2 separate regions of the Mus musculus genome follow, and region 2 is linked to region 1. The links are chromatin contacts, called in public promoter capture Hi-C maps. All regions are on one chromosome and are shown on one strand. The core of a region is the stretch at or near the end of the contact, and the rest is flanking DNA. Distances in the headings are between cores, read along the strand shown.

What was found. Promoter capture Hi-C pulls out the DNA fragments that hold promoters and counts their contacts.
Region 2: a contact with region 1 is called in a promoter capture Hi-C map of liver, with 2.9 times the contacts expected there. The contact joins the enhancer-like site here to the promoter of Lgals9 in region 1. A contact is called at or near these places in 23 of 39 promoter capture datasets (the 3T3-L1 cell line, 3T3-L1-derived adipocytes, the C10 cell line and 14 more), 2 of 15 datasets of contacts at CTCF or cohesin (CD8 T cells and pro-B cells), 23 of 484 Hi-C or Micro-C datasets (B cells, the C10 cell line, CD8 T cells and 19 more), 20 of 115 datasets of contacts at active chromatin or transcription factors (the 230-238 cell line, the HPC-7 cell line, T-cell acute lymphoblastic leukemia and 12 more) and 4 of 9 other capture datasets (adipose tissue, embryonic stem cells, liver and 1 more).

The regions. Positions count from the first base shown.
Region 1 is chr11:78,983,597-78,986,296 of GRCm38.p6, forward strand. Lgals9 (lectin, galactose binding, soluble 9) reads right to left here and starts at 1,328. Exons shown (of 10, transcript NM_001159301.1): 1 at 1,182-1,328. The coding sequence starts at 1,220.
Region 2 is chr11:79,228,047-79,230,801 of GRCm38.p6, forward strand. The region is part of intron 1 of Gm30470 (a long non-coding RNA gene); the gene reads left to right. Among named protein-coding and RNA genes, the nearest start is that of Gm30470, 4.7 kb to the left of the region's middle. Within about 2 kb of position 1,390, at least 52 of the 459 cell types and tissues checked have an H3K27ac peak or open chromatin away from gene starts, as enhancers often do. A contact at or near this core is called in the HPC-7 cell line, acute myeloid leukemia, granulocyte-monocyte progenitors and 3 more, where this site is marked.

The DNA of each region.
Region 1 (2,700 bases), core at 78-2,577:
TATCATGCCCCTGTGACACGTCCTGCCCTTGAAGGCCCCACAGAGACACTGGACAGTCCCTTCTAGCTTTCCCATCTACCTTCCATGCAGGTCCCAAGTTAGAAGCCTTAACCCTGTGGCTGAGGACACTGGTAGCCCCAAGCAAAGCCCAGAGCCGTGCTAGATCAGGCTCTGACGCTGGGCTCTGGCAGCCAGCTCACCTACAGACCCTGCTATCTCCCACCTGCACACACGGCGACTCTACAGAAGGTTCCTGGGAGCATCACTTTCGTCTCCATTACTGCCATCTCCCCATGAGCATCCCCTCTTCTGGGAAAAGCACTTTCCTTCGCTGTCACCCACCATCTGAGGACATGTGGCAAGGCCTCGACCTCTCAAAGTCTCAGTGTCTCCACTTACAGTGTGGCTACTAAGCTTCCTAGTGTATAAACAAAACCACCTATAGACAGGGGGTGGAAAAAGGAGCCCAAGGCAGCCCTTTGCACCCTGCACTAAAAGACAGTCCCTACTTGCCTGTCTGCACACACTCTGGAAGTGTTCTTGGGTGAATTCTGATGTGGCCCTTGGAGAACAGAGGGGAGGGCTTCCCTGTTCCCCTCCCGTGCACTCCCAAGACACCTCCATGTTCCAGGTGCTGTTTAAACACCCACGTGTGCTATCTGCTTTCTCCTTGTTTTAACCTCAGGAGACAGACTAAGTATTATTTCCATTTTACAGATACAGAGAGGAGAAAGTACTGCGCGTGCGACATCACCTAGTTTGTAAATGGCTGAACAGAGATCCTCTCTAAGGCAGACACTTTAAGTGTCATGTGAATATCTGCTACCTGCTACCTCCCCCCACCCCCAACAAGCCCATCCACATCATCATATAAACCGTCTCCTTCCTTTGTAGATGCTACCAGGTAGCATGGAACAGGCACATGTTAATTCACCTCATAAATCATAGTGAGTGGCACCCTTGGGTCCTCAGAGGCACAGCAAGCCTAGCATGAGACACGAGCTGCATCAGGATGACCCAGCTGACATGCCTGGCATGTTTGTCCCTTATGTGCTGTCTGCAGGACACCCCACCCTCTATCTGTGCCACTCCGTTGTTTCCCCACAGGTCCAGAGCAACTTCCCCTGGATGTGGCCGTTAGCTTTTCCTCAATCACCCCACAACTGCATCCCACAACTCACCGGGTTAATGTATGGAGACTGGGCACTGAAGAGAGCCATCTCTTCTATCTCAGGGGAACCAATGCTCTCTTCCTCACTCGATGGTGGACGACAGAACTCTGCGCAGGGCAGGGCTGAGCTAGGAAACAGAAACCACAGCTATTTGGCACTTCTTCAAGGGGAGGAGCTCAGTGGCTGAGGGAAGTGTCTAGAGAAAAAGAAAGCTGATGTCAGGGTGGAGGGCTGGAGGTGGGACTCAGTGGGAGGACCTAGGACCAGTGGACACTGGGTGTTCCCTGCTCTGCCTTGACTTTCCCTTCCTGTGCTCTGCCCAGAGAACCAGTCACATGGCCAGCAGGCGTTCCTCGACAGCCTCGGCCAGAAGTGGCTGTGCTTCTGAGCCTGCTTCCTCACCCCATCTAGCAGAGCTGAGCCTTCATTTGTCCTCTGGGTGGGCATCCGTGGAAAAGACCTTCCTCAGACCTTTGTATGTGCAGAGAAAACAGTGCTCAGAAAGACCAAGGGGCAGCATGAGCAAGGTTACACAACTCCTTACGGGCACTCCGAAATCTCTGTGATGCTGTAGGCTTCCAAGAAGCATCTCTCCCTGGTGTGAAAGCTTAACCATGGAGAGCTATTTTGCAAGAAACACACCACCGCTGAGGTTGTTAATGTGGACTATGTGGGGGCCCTGGGAACTTCATTGCCATCTGCCTGTGAATTTGTCTGTTCTCCTTGTCTCTCCCCTCTGTCCCTCTGTTTTGGGGTAAGAAGAGGAAACATACTTTGGACACAGTAGAATATTCCAAGTGACAAGGGAGGAGACCCTAGGAAATATTTGAAATAGTTTTGAAGCCAGGAGAGATGACCCATCATGAATTCCCAGCATGCCTAGTCTACAACATACATAATTGCTCCCTCCTCCTTTCCTCCCTCCCCACTTCCTCCTTTTCTTCATGTAGACCAGGCTGGCTTTGAACCCAGTATGTAGCCAAGGATGGCCTTGAACTTCTTCTTTTTTTTAATAATTTTTATTTTTTATTTATATGTAAGTACACTGTAGCTGTCTTCAGACACACCAGTAGAGGATGTCAGATGTCATTACAGATGGTTGTAAGCCACCATGTGGTTGTTGGGATTTGAACTTTGGACCTTCATAAGAACAGTCAGTGCTCTTTTTTTTGGTTTTTTGTTTTTGTCTTTGTTTTTTGTTTTGTTTTGTTTTTGTTTTTCGGGCAATTAGCGCTCTTAACCAGTGAGCCATCTCTCCAGCCCCAACCTTGAACTTCTGATCCTCCTGCCTCTACCTCCCAAGTGCTTGGATTATACCTATGACTCACCTCTACCTGATGGTGCCGGGGTTAGGACCTAAGGCTTCCTATGAGCTAGACATGCACTCCACCAACTGAACTACATCACCAGCCTTTCCCTGCCTTAAACAAAAACACAAAACCAAAACCCAGCTCCTGCAGCTTAGGTTATGAGTTAAGGGAAATAATCAGTGAAGCAAAGAATTGCAGGACAGGTTTGGGGTGGGGGT
Region 2 (2,755 bases), core at 140-2,639, 240 kb after region 1:
TTTTTTGTTTTCAAAGTTTTACTTGGAGTTCAGATTATCTCCAATTTTCTTTTTTGTTTTTCCTTTCCCTTCTTCTCCTTTTCCTCCTCCTTCTCTTCTTCCTCCTCTTTTTCATCATCATCCTCTTCCTCCTCCTCTGATTTTTCAAGACAGAGTTTTCCCAGCCACCCTGGAACTTGCTCAGTAGACCAGATTAGCCTCTGCCTCCCAAGCGCTGGGATTAAAGGTGTGCGCCACCACACTTGGCTTGCCTCCAACTTCTTATCCTTTTGCCTTAGTCTCTTGAATGCTGGGATTTTTTTGTTTGTTTGTCTTGTTTTGATTTTGAATGCTGGAATTACAGTTATATGCTACCACATCCATGAGGATTTTTGAAAACCATGCTGATTACAAAATATATCTTAGTTTCAGTTAAAATGTGATGGTGGAAGGGGCCTGGAGAGATGGCTCTTATTTCTCTTTCAGGGAATCCCAGTTAGGTTCACAATACCTGTGTCAGATGACTCACAACTGCCTGTAATTCCAGCTTCAGAGGGTTGGGTGCCCCCTTAGGACTTCTGAGAGCACCCACTTGCATATGGCTTGCTTGTCTCACACACCACACACACATACACACTCTCACACACAAATCTTAGCTGAGTACTTGTAGTGCACATCTTTAACCCAGCACTTGGGAGGAGGAGGAGGAGGTAGAGGCAGAGGCAGAGGCAGAGGCAGAGGCAGAGGCAGAGGCAGAGGCAGGTGGATCTCTGAGTTTGTGACCAGCCTGGTTTACAAAGTGAGTTCCAGGACAGCCAGTGCTACACAGAGAAACCCTGTCTCAAACCTCTCACCAAATGAATAATTTTTTAATGTAAAGGATGGTTTTATTTTGAGAGAGGGTCTCATTTACATCAGGGTGGCCTTGTCTTCACAAGCATTTGATATGGCGCCTGGCTTCTGGGAGAAGAATTAAAGTCTAACTTTCCTCAGGGTCATGTGACAAGCATGACTGAGCTTTGTTACTGATGACGATGCCGGCCCTGCCTTGTTCTGGATTTGGTCCACTCCATCAAGAGCATCTGTGAGCTGACACAGAGAACTTACATCCAGTCCATTCCAGCCTCGAGGACTCTGTCCAGGTCATCTCTGGACCAGTGAGGCCAATCTTGCTGGTACAAGAGGCTCCTGCGGCCTTGGTCAGGTGTTGATCAACGAGGGGAGTTTCGAGGCCAGCTTACTTCTTTTCTTGCCTTCAGCCCAGCCCAGCCCTGCAGAATCCTGCTACAGCCTGCTTGAGTTAGATTTGTCACATGGGCAATAAAAATGATTTGTTTGAGTGATATGTGTACCCAAGGACAGCAGAGCGGAGCAAAAACCTAGCCAAGCTCCGGTGTAATTTCCCTGGGCACCGAGCAAAGGGCAGGGACCACAGTCACTCTGTGTGGTTATTTCAATTGCCTCGTTATATTCAGGGGTAATCCTTGTTTGTTTTTGTTTTTTTTTTTCCACAATCCAGTGAAAAGGGTAGGGTGTGTTGGGGAAGGGTTAGCCTGACATCATGGCTGGCCTCCCCGGGAAAGGCGGGGAGGTGTTGGCAAAGACACAGCGGAGCCTGGCTGTTTTCTTCCTAGCATCCGCTCACAAGCATTATGAAGAAAAAACAGGAGTCTGCATTCAGCACCATCTTGGACCTTGAGATCATGTGACCGCCTCCACCTAGAGGAGGGAGTTAGCCTCATGGCTTGCACAGACATCAAAGGAAAACAATAAAACTTCCCAGAACTGCTGACCAGCAGCAGGAACAGTAAAATGCACCCGTGGTCAGTGCTCAACCAATGTTGGTAACACATGTCAAGTAGCTGCCAGGACTCAGCACTGCAGAAAGGAAGGAAGAGCCAATGCCACTTGTGTGGAGACATTATTACATCATTCAACAGCCAATTGAGCAGTCAGTCACAGGAGTCTTCCTCAGGATAGCAGCCTCAGTCACCATGTCAGCGACATCCTTTGGGCAGCCGTCTATGGAGTGTGGCATCTGGCCAAACTGCTATATGCACACCCTCTTGCTGGGAGCCAGATGGGACCGAGCCCAGCCAGCTTGGCTTTGGCCAAGCATTGAGCAGCATGACCCAGTTGAGGGATCTGCTTTCTCCACACAGCACAAGCTGGGTGCGTGGCCCCCAGGTCTCTCATCCAAACCTCCCAGCTCGGGCTATGTTCATGTCTGCCCAACCGGGACCGGGGGTCTGGTTCCTGATCAGTCCTTCTGACCCAAAAGCCAGGCGCCAGCAGCTCCCGTGAGAAGGCGACAGAATCTCCTCAGGTGTGAGGAATTTGGCTTCTAAACAAGGAATCAACATCTAAGAATGATTAACTTATTTGAAACAGGGCTTTATTCGAAAGTCCAAGGAGGGGGTGAAGAAATGAGATCGCGTAGGATTCCGTGGCAAGACGGCAGTGAGCTGGGGCAGCTTATCCGGCACCACCGAAGGGGCCTGACGAAATTGAAGAAAACAAAACAGGCTGAGAGAAAATAGAGGCAGCGGGGTGGGGTGGGATGGGGTGGGGTGAGGGGGCCACCTCTGACTTGTGGGTTTCCTGACCACTTTCCAGTTACTGCAGACCCTTGCAGCACAGAAGGCTCACACGAGTCGGCTGGTTCTCTGCCCAGCTCTACCAATATAATATAATATCATCCAAGAGGAAACCTGACCCCTCTGCAGAGGCAGGTATAATGGGGCGTGTCACGGACTTTCATGTTACCGTGGCCAAA